3 separate regions of the Mus musculus genome follow, and regions 2 and 3 are each linked to region 1. The links are chromatin contacts, called in public Hi-C maps. All regions are on one chromosome and are shown on one strand. The core of a region is the stretch at or near the end of the contact, and the rest is flanking DNA. Distances in the headings are between cores, read along the strand shown. Region 1 has its middle 54 kb from the start of Dlk1. Region 2 has its middle 83 kb from the start of Mir3072. Region 3 overlaps Mirg (miRNA containing gene).

Region 1 (3,908 bases), core at 774-3,273:
CTCCAGCACCACGGCCTTGGCCAGGTAGACCCTGCTGTCACTAGAGACTAGTTCTTTACATGTGTAGATTCTAGGACATCACTGTCTGATTCTGTAGTCATGAGTTGTGTGTGACTGTTGAACACACAGTGTACTTAATCTGTCGAGATTTAAATAAACATAGAGCAGGCTGGATTTCAAAAGAAGCAGAGCCTATCATGAAAGAACCTGGGTTCTTGTACATACATTTTATGCTGATTTGATGTCAGAATTCTACGGTTTGGGTAGATCAGGTTAAATAAAACATAAAACCAACGTCACTGTTTTTTTTTTCCCCCCTCTTATGAAACATGAATCTTGTTTTTCTCTTCTCCCGCTGGGTTCCATGCCTGAGGTTGCCTCCCACAGCGCCTCTGGTGGCTGGAACAGGTAAGTTCACACCACTGAGGACCACTGTGGCCAGAGCAAAGTAACGGACCCCCGCACCACACTTGTTCATCTGTGACATGACGGTCCCTTCTCTTAGGGTTAGAACCGAGGGACATGATAATTGACTCCTGGCATGTTGGCTCTAAGGGTGTTCTGGCTACCTGAGTATCTTGTAGCCTGGGAGGTGGGCCCCTCAAACTCAAGCTCACTTTAGAACAATCGTCTTTCCTCAGAGAGACATGAAGGGCTTGCTGCACAGGTTGTTCTGCGTCCTGGCTGGAAGCGAAGAGCTTCCTGTCGTGTATTGGAAAGGTTCCTGTGCCGGACCCAAACCGTGCTAGAAAGACTTCCTCGTGGTCCTCATTGGGGCCCTGTCTGCCATTCCTCTGTGCTCTTGAGCCTTGAGGCCCAGCTGTCACCCCAGTTTCCCTCAAAGCCCCCCTCTTTCATTTTCCTGCTCTTGCTTGACAGTCTCCTCAGGGTGGCTGATTAGCCTGTCTGTGTGGCCAGCAAGCTCTGAGGCTCAGTCGTAATACTTTCCTGCGCCTTTCTGTGTATCAAGCAAGGCTAGCGTTGAGATCACTGCAAAGTTTAGGAAATTATAAACAAAAGGGGGTGGGGGGTCTTTGTAATCTCACCACCAAGAAGTGGCTTCTGCCTAGCATTTCCCTTCCAGAAAAATGCAGTCCCGAGGAATTAAAAGGCAAGTCCCAGAAGGCACTTGAAATGTTTTAAAAAGTAAAATGAGCAGATGAAATCATTTTAACAACATATTTCATTCATCGAAGGCAAACCATCGCCGTCTCAGCACACAATCAGGATGAATATGAAATGTGAACGAGACAGCTTATATCCCTCACCACTTGCATCTCTGAACTCCGATGTGTGGCTGTCACGGCGCATTTCATTCCGAAACCAACTACGTTTCAAGCGCATCATAGCCCGGTGTGACTCATGGCCATCATGCTGGCTTTAAACATTTCACAGGCTTTAAACATTTTTACTACACTTATTTATTTAATTTGTGTGTGAGGATGGGGTACTGCCATGGCACAGATGTGAAGGTCAGAGGCCACCTTTCAGGAGTCAGTTTGTTCCCTCTACCATGTGGGTCCCGGGTCTGGAACTCAAGTCATGAAGTTTGGAAGCAAGAAACTACCCACTGAGCCATCTCACCAGGCAGACCTCACGAGCTGCTTTTTAAAGACACGGGGGCAGTATTGACAGTTGGAGGCTGGCAAGGCCTATACCTTGAGCCTAGCGACCGGGAAGGTTTTTGCTTTCTTGGGATGGGTACCAGGACAAGCACAGAACCCACACATTTCCCCCACAGAACCCCATATACTAATCCTTAGAAAATTGAATCCCAGTAGAAAGAAATGGGAAATGTCTCCACCATGGCTAGGGCTTACAGTGGAGATCAGGTTTCCCAGAATCCCTCGGGTGAGACACGGGGAGTCCGCGGAGCCCCTCCACGGCCCCTGGTTAGACTTCAACAGCACGACTCCCAGCGCTCGCTCCTGTTTCCACGAATTTGTACTCTAAGCAGAAGCTGGGAGAACCCTACCACTCCAGACTTGACATCCCGCCAACTTGGGCTCTGCACAACGGGCTCCCCGAACCGCGTGTCTCCCGAGATGAAAGATTGCAAAAGAAGATAAAAATAGTCCCTCGGAAAGGGACGGCTTCAGCTGTCCCGGTTTGTGGAGTCCCCGGTTCACCGCAGATGTGAATAATTCATCATGGGCGGTACTGCTGTGAAGTAAGGGGCGGCATTGCTGCATTCTCTTTGATGAGGCCCTTAAAAAAATATCATAAACACCCAGCACATTAGAGGGAACCCAAGGAGTATCATTTTAAGTTGTTTTTTGTTGTGGGGGGGATGGGGTGGGACAGAAAGCAGCACCCACGATCCCGAGCTTAGAACCTAAGATGATGAATGGAAGCTGTTCCCGCTCCTCCTGGGCTCAGGCTGGAGGGTACGCCTGTGTTCCCAGGAGGTGGTCCCTGGGAAAAGAAGCATTTGGAGGACAGATCCTGTCACTGCCTTTTGCCTGGCCTCTTATCTTTACTTCTTCCTGAAGAGAGACAGAATGACTCCGGAAGGCACAAATATTCTGAGGAATCTGCAGATGTGAATAGGAGAGGCCAGAGCCACGATGGATGAGCCAAGAATGCCCCACACTGGGGCCAGGGCCCCTCGCACTCACTTAAGCTGCTCGGTGCACTCCTTGAGATTCTGCAGACACTCTTTTATCAGTAAGACCCTATGAGGCATGAGGCATGAGGCAGGGTGGGTCACTCCCAAGGCTGGCTGCTCTCCAGAGGCCCCAGGAGGAGGATGCTTGCTGCTGGCATTCGAAGTCTCTGAGCATTTCCTGAGGGAGCCGAGCATCAGAGCTGGTGTGCAAAACCAAGAAAATCACAAACACAAAGAACAAAAAGGTAGCTCTGAAAACATAACGTTTTCTACAAAGTTAGATCGTCTTTCTGTGGGAAGATCATGAGGGCTCACGTAAGCTGTAGGTGCTGCTATTGGCGGATATTAGGCCTCCCCCCCCCTCCAAATTAGGATTTTTGAATATAGAAATTCTTAAAAAAACAAAACAAAACAGAACAACAGCAATACAGCATCTCGTGAACCAGGCTGGTCTCTAGTTCTCCTTGTTGTCTGGGTGATGTTTCACTTCCTTTCCTCCTGCGTCCACCTCCCGAGCTGCCACCACCCCCAGGTTACACAATGCTGAGGGTCGAGCCCAGGGTTTCACACATCCTAGGTCTGACCTCTACAGACTGAGCTTTATGCCCACCCTAACTCCAGAAAATTCTTGACTAGAAGTCTAACCTGCAGAATGGGTTTTCTGGAATGAACCTAGTTGAAGTTGGAAGGCTACGGAGAACTGCGCTGCTCCCCGCCCCCCGCGCCCCCGTGCCCCGCCCCCTACCCAGAGCAGCCCACATTGACACCTTGGGCCCATGATAACCCTCTCTCTGGTCAGAAACAGGTTGGTAAACTGAGTCTCTGGTAAGACCAGCAGGGCGGAAGACACCGTACTGGTTATGTACTTCTCTGTCAGTGGTATCCCAGGCTCCCTCAACCACAGCCTGGGGTTTCAAGACAGAACCAGACCCCATTTCTATCCCCACCAGCTAATCACCTTGTCCCTCTTGGTACTCCTACAAGATGGGTCTGTCCCCTCTAACCCTACCTAACTGATGACTTCCAGGCTTTGGATTTTACTGTAGCAGGAAGAACAGCTCAGTTTGGCTTCTTGCATGGAAATTCCAGTCTGTCATTTGCCTGGGGTTGGTGTAGGCCCCTTGGGTACTTCTTGACCTTGGGGACTCCTTCCCAGTTCAGTAGAGCCTGGTGCAGGGAGGCCAAGCAGGAACAAGGCTTGGCAGGGCCATCAGTGAGGGAGCCAGCATGGCAGCTGCCCCCCAGCTGCAGCCCAGACCTTGCCCAGTGACGGATGGAGGGCCTATTCAGGGCCTGTGGG
Region 2 (3,908 bases), core at 964-3,463, 430 kb before region 1:
ACCAATGACGTCAAGTTGACATCTGGAGATCACCGAGTTCCCAGCACTCTAAGTCCCCGGGTCACAGCCACTCAAGCTCTGAAGGGTCCTGTTAGTCTCACAATACAGTATCAGGCTTAGAGTACATGCAGAGAGAAGCCAGGACTGGTGTGAGCAGGAAAGATGGAAAGCCAGGATGAGGTGGGGTTAGAGTGGCCACCCTTTAGAGGCAAACCAAGGCCCGGCCTGGTGGAGCATGTGAATGGGGACAATGCGATGTGATGGAAATGACAGTTGTGCTCAGCCCCCTATGATAGTTTGCTTTTTATTGCTGCGATCAATATTCTGACCAAAAGCAGCTTATAACAGTTCATCACTGAGGGGCGTCAGGGCAGGAACCCAAGACAGGAACCTGGAGGTGGGAATGGAAGCAGAGACCATGGAGGAGTGCTGCTTACTGGATGGTCCACATGGCTCACTCAGCTCTCATTTATTATACAACCCAGGACCACCCACCCAGGGTTAGCCCCACACACAGTAGGCTGGCATCTCTCGAAGCAGCTGTTAACCTAGAAAATGTCCCATAGACTTGTTTACAGGATATTCTTGTGAAGCCATTTTTCTCAACTGAAGTTTCCTCTTCCCAGATGAGTCTGACTTGTGACAAGTTAACAAAACAAACAAAGCAAAAAACCCATCAAGTTTCACCAGCACACCCCAGGATGAGGGGAGGGGACACCGACACCAACACCTGTGGCTTTAGACTGTCCTTCATGACAGAGGGTCATGTCTGGGTACAGAGTGTGGAGAGTGAGTACCTACCCCAGCTACTCTTGTCAGACCCACCCTGAAAATCGCATGCCGAGGTCTGGAGCAGTCGTCTATGTGAGACTCAGAAAAAGGCCCATGTCCCAGATGGCAGAGGCTGCAGAGCACACACTGAAATTGGTGGCTCCTGGCTGGCTCAAGCAATGGGACCAGGCATAGAGAGCTCAGTCAAAGGAGGAAAGACTGAGGCTGGGAACAGGTTTAAATTAGATTGAGGGGCATCTTCTCAACTCCTTCTTTCTCCCAGTTCCGGCTGTTGGTACTAGGGTCAAGGGCTCAAAGCACGCATTCTTATGATTCCCAAGTGTCCAGGCATGATGGTGGATGTCCAGTATGGCCCACGGAACAATGACAGCTAGATAGAAGCCCCATCCCTTGTGTGAGCTGGTTTTGAAAGGTCACGAAGGGGTCTGTTAGGGGAAGGGTAAAAGGAAGGAAAGTCACTACTGGCATGGGCACTGTAGAGGAGGGGGATAGTGGGCAAGCCTTGCAAGCTGGTACCCATTGTCCACTGTCTGAGCTGACTTTTACAGGGAACACTCAGGTAGACCCCTGAGGGAAGGGCCACAAGGGTTGCAGTGGGGTCATACTTTAGTGTCCCCAGGCTGGGTAACAGGGCAGGGACATCTTGGAGCAAGAATATATTTTTGAACCCCAATTGAGCCTCTTTCTTCCCAGGTCCAGGAGTACACCCTCTTTGCTTTGTGAGCAGCTGCAGGGGCCCCGTGTTCCCCCAGCACTTCAACCCTCAAGGCCTTGACTGGTACTATTTAAAAGCATCTTGATCCAGGCCAGAGAAAGGGGTAATTGGGGGCCTGAGAGATGAAAGGGGCAGCCCCCCCACCATGTGCTGCCCTTGCAGAGGGGTCAACAAAACCCTCCTTGTGGTCCTGCCAATTATAGCCACCAAGGAGAGCGACTGGGCCAGACAGGAGACGTGACTACCCCCCTCCCCAGGGTGAGCTGGGGTCACTGCTGCCGCCCACAGAGCACCGGGCCTCCGGGTCAGCCTGGGAAAGTGTCCCTGGGCTCCAACCCAACGGTCCTGGGGCAGAGCTGGCCCTTTTTCGCTGGAGGACATGTCCACACACCCTGTAAGCCTGTGGTAATGAAGGGAGGGCAGGCTGGAGCTGCCCACATCCCAGCAGAACATTGTGTTTTGGTGGCCCTGGGACTGCTAAATCCAACCGTGCCTCTAAATGCCATGACTGTAATGTTATTCCTCCGCCACAGATGCCCTCTCAGGACCCCAGCATCTGGCCTGGACACTGTAGGTGGTACAAAACATCGCTGCCCACTTCCCACTCGCCAGAGCCGGCCTGGGTATCGCACCTGCCCCTCAGTGTGAGCTGGGGGCGTGTCTACTCCAGCATGCCAGTTCTAGACCCTGACATGGCTGCCCCCTGGCGTCCCCAGCCTTCCTGCTCCGTGGTCCTCATCCCAAACCTAAAAGACACAGCAGCCAAGCACAGGCTGGATGGACACTGTTTGCTCAAATGTTCTGCCTGCCTGCCTGCCTCTGTTGCTGCCTCTCTCTCTCTCTGTCTCTCTCTCTCTCTTTCTCTGTCTCTCTCTCTCTCCATACTCTCTCCCCACACTCTCTTTATCCCCACTTTCATTCTGTCTGTCTGTCTGTCTGTCAGCAGGTCCCAGTGTCCCTTACCAGAATCCCCAGAACTTCCAATTCTTGGACCTGGCTCAGCTCAGCAAGATGGCCATGGCTTTTAATCACCCTTCTAAGCAATAAGCAGTCCATCAGTCAGGGAGGGGACAAATCATCCAGAGGTGACTTGTGTTGTTTCCAAGAAGTCAGGGCTGCCCAGGATCCTTTCCACCAGCTTTATTACATAGATTAAGGTTTTGTTTTGTATAATTTAAAAGCATTTTCTTCTGTTTTCTGCCTGACGGAGCCCTGTGATTTCTGTTTGTTTTGTTTTTGCTTGCTTTGTCTTTGTTATCTGCTCTTTAAAGGTGATACAAAAAAAAAAAAAAATTATAACCAAGACCCATATCGCAAAAACTTATCCCTTACAATAATTTTACAGTTCGATGTCAGACCCCTTAGTCCCTTTGGAGACTTTTTTTTTTGTATATAATAATATAATATAAGGCAATAGCTCAGTTTCGTTTTCTACATGTGAGTCTTCCCCCTCCCGTGTCCCTGGCTTCTCTGCCAGCCAGGCGCAGATGCACACGTCTGTTTGGGGACTCTCTAACAGGTTGCATTGATCTGCATTGATCAGTGTGTTGTGTCTTGGTAGCTACAGCTATGTCGGAGAGTTTGAATCCACTGTGATGCTCCTAGCTCCGGCTCAGGGTTCTTTAGTTATCCAGAGACTTGTATGGCTCCATTCAAATGTCAGGATTGTCCTTCCCACTTATATGGAGAGTAATATTGGGGGTTTGGTAGACATTAATGAGATCTGTAGCTGTCTTTTCTGACATTATGGACATTTTAAACAAAATTAGTTTCCCTTCCATGAATATGGGCTATCTTTCTGTTTATTTACCTGTCTCCTGGACTTATCTTCCATCAACGTTTTATGTAGCTTATTACATCCTTGGTTAAATTCATTTCATTTTTGTAGCTACTGAAGTGAGATTGCTTTTTTTTTTTTTTTATTTGTCTTCAAATAGCTGTTGTGTACTGGTAGCTTCTGATTTTCATGTATTAATTTTCTACCATATTTTAAAGTAAATTAGTTATGGCCTTTTTTGGTAGTCATTAATGGCTTTTAAATATATATATATACTGAATCATGTTGTATACAAAAAGACAAGATTTGATGTCTTCCTTTCTGATTTTCATATCTTTTTTCTTATTTAATTGCTTTGACCAGGGCCTCCAACACAGAAGTGGCCAGGGGTGTGTGTGTTCATGTGCATGTGCGTGTGCATGTGTGTGTGTGTGTGTGTGTGTGTGTGTGTGTCTGTCTGTCTGTCTCATTCCTGAACTCAGAGGAAAAGTTATATGCTTGTCACCTTTGCGTATAATGTTCTGTACGGCTGTCTTACATGGACTTTCTGTGGTGATATACATTTCATCTGTCTTTTGTATGGTGTGTTGAGAGCGTCTTCTTATGAAGACACACTGCACTTTG
Region 3 (3,908 bases), core at 710-3,209, 350 kb before region 1:
TCTATCTATCTAATCTATCAATCGATCTACCATATCTATCATCTATATTTCTCTACCTACCTGTCATCTGTTTCTCTATTTTTATTTCTCTATCTATATTTATCTCTTTCTGTCTGTCTGTCTGATCTATCATCTATCTATCTATCTATCTATCTATCTATCTATCTATCTATCTATCTATCTAATTTTTCCAGCAAGGGTTTCATGTAACACCAGCTGTCCTTGAGCTGGCTCTGCAACCAAAGATGAATCTGACCTTTCTTCCTTTAGCTTTCAGAGTTCTGGAATTCTCTGTGTTAGCCACACTCCCACTTTATGCAGTGTTAAGGATTGAACCCAGAGCTGCATGCATGCCAGGCAAGCACTCTACCCTCTGGGCCACATTCCTAACCCCTTCACCTGAACCCTGTCCCTTTCTTCTAACCCAGTTTCTGACACAGTACACACTTGTCTCCATTTTTTGAGCCCCTCTCCATTCTTGTCATCAGATGCTCTGCCTACATCCTGGGTTACTCTGCACCTTCCGACCTCATCTAGGGTTCCCCCACAGAAATCTTGGTCCTCAGGTGCACATCAGCCCTTAAAAAAATCATGGCTTTGGGGATTGAACTCAGGGTATTAGGAAGCACTGGATAGTTCTACCACTGGGCCATCTTTCTATCTGCCTGGGAGGGTCTCTTGATGGCCCAGGTCTACCGCTGGGGGATCGCCTGCTCCCCCAGAACCATCCAAGGAGGTTTAGTTGGAACCCAGATGCTGATTGGAGCATAGTGTCTTTTCTGTTTGAGGGTTTCTGTCCCTTGCTAGGGGTACTTTGGAAGGGTATCTTGGGAAGATGGCTTGGGAGTGCACAGTCACCGGATATAGGCAAGCTTCAAAATTCGACTCTGTGTTTTCGTGAGGAGTCAAGGGACACTGTTGTCTGATTCTGGACTGAGGGGTGGGGGTTGTAACAGTCTATGAATTAACCTTAAAGAGGGTATCCTAAACTCAGTGAGAGATTTGGGGTGGAACTGTCAAGTCAGTAAGAGCTTTGGAGGGAGCCACAACCCAATGAGAACCTTAAAGGGGGTGCCCAACTCAAGAAGAGCCTTGGAGGGAGCCCTCAAGTCAAAGAAAGCCTAAAGCACTGCCAAAAAAATTTCCCCTTAGTTATCCTGTTTGTGAGGAGGATGGAGTTGATCCCAATGTGTACCTAAGGAAACTGAGGCTGAGATGAGAAAGCCAGAAATACCGGTGGAGGATAACACAAGGAGAGCCCTGAAGTCTATACAGTCAGGCAGGCAGGCTTTATCTACTTATTCATTTCTTTATTTTTAAAGATGCATTTTATTTTGTTTATTTTTTTTTAAACTTAGGTTCTTCAGCTGCTGGGCTTATTTTTATTTAATGTGGGTACTGGGAATCAAACTGGGTCTTCTGAAATAAGGCATGGGTGTAGCCACTGAGCCGTCTATCCAGCGTCAGACACCACTTTCTTCTCTAATTGAGTGTGTGTGTGCGCATGCGATCGTGCACGTGGAGGTCAGGGTTGATTGACATGAGGTGCCTTCCATCACCGTGAGCTTTCACAAATCTTCACGTTGCATTTGTTTGTTTATCTTGTGTGCATGCATGTCAAAGCAAGCATACGGAGGAGGTCAGAGGACGGTGTGCTGACATCAGTTCTCTGCTTCTACCATGTGGGTTGTGAGAATCAGACTCTGACTTAGACATGGGCACTAATACTTTTTTTTTTGGTTATTTTATTTATTTATATTTCAAATGTTATGCCCGTCCCAGTTTTTCCTCTGGAAGCTCCCATTCAACCCCCTCCCCCTGCTTCTATGAGGGTGCTCACCAAACCACCCACTCACTCCTACCCTCTCCTCCTTACTATTATTCCCCTACGCTGGGACATCGAGTCTCCACAGGACCAAGGGCCTCCCCACCTATTGATGCCAGCCAGATAAGGCCATCCTCTCTGCTACATATCCAGCTAGAGCCATGGGTCCCTCCATGTGTACTCTTTGGTTGGTGGTTTAGTCCCTGGGAGCTGGGAGGAGGGGTATCTGGTTGGTTGATTTTGTTGTTCTTCCTGGGTTCTTCCCTACTCCTTCATTGGGGACCCCGTGTTCAATCTGACACTTGACTGTGAGCATCTGCATCTGTATTGGTCAGGCTCTGGCAGAGCCTCTCAGGGGACAGCCATACCAGGCTCCTGTCAGCAGGCACTTTAATGGTTCTCCACACGATTTTAGTGTGTGTGTGTGTGTGTGTGTGTGTGTGTGTGTGTGTGTGTGTGTGAGACATTTCTCTCACACACAGTCTGGAGATTCCTGACTTGGCTAAGCTGGCTGGCCATTGAGCTCAGAGATCTCTCTGTCCTTGCTTCCCAGCATGCTGAGGTTATAGACTGTACAGGTACATACTACTGTGACTGCCCTTTTACATGGGTCCTGGGGCTCTGAGCTCAGGTCCTTATGCTTGCATGGAAAGTACCTTACTGGCTGAGCTATTTCTCCTATATACTGGTGTCCTTCTGCTGGGGAGCCCCCCACCTCACCCTATCCCATGTGGGTTGGAAAGGCCACCTTCTGCCTGTCATGTCTGTCAAGTGCATGATCATTTTTGAACTGTTTTTCAAAGGTGCACTCAGTTTCTACCTAAGAGACCTGGGGAAGGAGCTAGAAGTCTGAGCTAGAAGTCTTAAGGGGATGGGGGTAGCTGGAGACTTCAAGGGTCTCTCTGCTGGTCTGATTAGCTGTAATCAAAGCCACCTTACAGGAGGGACAGGAGACAGGCTATCTCCCAAGCCTCAGTTTCCTCCTGTGTCACAAGCAGCCATCTATGAGAAGTGCCACCAGGGGGCTGCAGAGGGACGCTAGAGGGGCAGGTGCCCCCACCTAAGCCCTCTCAGCAAGACGGGGGCTGCCTGCCTGCCTGCCTTTGTCTTGACAACAGGAAGAAGGGGGGATGGAGTCCAGGTCCCCCTCCTCCTGCCCAGCTAGCCCAGATGAGGTGGCTGTGTGGGTGGGCGGGCAGAGGCTCTGGGGAGAACAGTGAGTCACTGCCGGCCAGAGCCTGAGCGGAGCGTGTCCCTCCCGGCTGGAGAGAGCGGTGGCGGCAGGTTTCATGGGTAATTATGTAATTTATGAGTCTCCTGCTCCGGGCTCTGTCTGAGTCAACCCTGCCGAGTCGTGACCAAGCTGAGGCCCAGCAATGAGAGGCGCGTGGGCACAGGCTGTATCCCAGGATCTGGCCTCTGCCCTAGGGGGTTCAGCTTGTACAGATGGAGCTGGAAGGGGGTGGGGCTCATGAGACCCTAGAAGGATAGAAAAGGGTATCTTTTCATGTCCCCGGCACTTGAATCAGACTATGGGGCTGGTAGTGTGTGTGTGTGTGGGGGGGAGGGGGCCAGGAATCCAGGTGTGAACCCCTGCTTCTGGATGTTTGCTTTCAGCCAAGGACTGACGACAGAGACCAGAGACATCCCAAGAGGTCCCTCTTGAAGGAGACCAGACCACACTGTTAACCCCCATGTGCCACTTAACAAAAGTCCCTCTGAATACAGACACGCAAGCATATTTACATTATATGACATATGTTTATTATTCAAAGGGCTACACACACTGAGAACTTTGAAAGCCAAGAGCAGAAACCCCTCCTTCCCCTCCCTGCTCAGTCCCCTGGGTCTGCCTACCCACCCCCCACCTCAGGTTCCTAAGCAAGGGCTGCTCAGATCTGGAATACAAGGCTCTGGGGTGGGAGTTGAAACATGGGTGAGAAGTTGGGGACTCAGAGGTAGATGGCACAGGGCGCAGTGGGGTGGGGTGTGGACAGTCCTCTCAGGTGGGCCGCGGGGAGCATCTTCTGGAGTCAAACATCTTTGTTGTCGGTTGTCGTAAGCGAGAGATCCAGGAAGGGAG

What was found. A called contact is a pair of places that touch in the nucleus more often than the background predicts.
Region 2: a contact with region 1 is called in a Hi-C map of the N1E-115 cell line, with 2.5 times the contacts expected there. The contact joins two enhancer-like sites. A contact is called at or near these places in 2 of 484 Hi-C or Micro-C datasets (the G1E-ER4 cell line and the N1E-115 cell line).
Region 3: a Hi-C map of the N1E-115 cell line shows a contact between it and region 1, with 6 times the contacts expected there. The contact joins two enhancer-like sites. A contact is called at or near these places in 4 of 39 promoter capture datasets (the 3T3-L1 cell line, the HPC-7 cell line and cranial neural crest), 8 of 484 Hi-C or Micro-C datasets (the N1E-115 cell line, cortical neurons, cranial neural crest and 3 more) and 1 of 9 other capture datasets (embryonic stem cells).

What each region holds. Positions count from the first base shown.
Region 1 is chr12:109,397,871-109,401,778 of GRCm38.p6, reverse strand. No RefSeq gene overlaps it. Among named protein-coding and RNA genes, the nearest start is that of Dlk1, 54 kb to the left of the region's middle. Within about 2 kb of position 2,023, at least 32 of the 459 cell types and tissues checked have an H3K27ac peak or open chromatin away from gene starts, as enhancers often do. A contact at or near this core is called in the N1E-115 cell line, where this site is marked.
Region 2 is chr12:109,828,771-109,832,678 of GRCm38.p6, reverse strand. No RefSeq gene overlaps it. Among named protein-coding and RNA genes, the nearest start is that of Mir3072, 83 kb to the right of the region's middle. Within about 2 kb of position 2,213, at least 7 of the 459 cell types and tissues checked have an H3K27ac peak or open chromatin away from gene starts, as enhancers often do. A contact at or near this core is called in the N1E-115 cell line, where this site is marked.
Region 3 is chr12:109,749,117-109,753,024 of GRCm38.p6, reverse strand. It overlaps Mirg (miRNA containing gene), which reads right to left. Exons shown (of 8, transcript NR_028265.1): 8 at 3,567-3,908. Among named protein-coding and RNA genes, the nearest start is that of Mir3072, 3.2 kb to the right of the region's middle. Within about 2 kb of position 1,959, at least 3 of the 459 cell types and tissues checked have an H3K27ac peak or open chromatin away from gene starts, as enhancers often do. A contact at or near this core is called in the N1E-115 cell line, where this site is marked.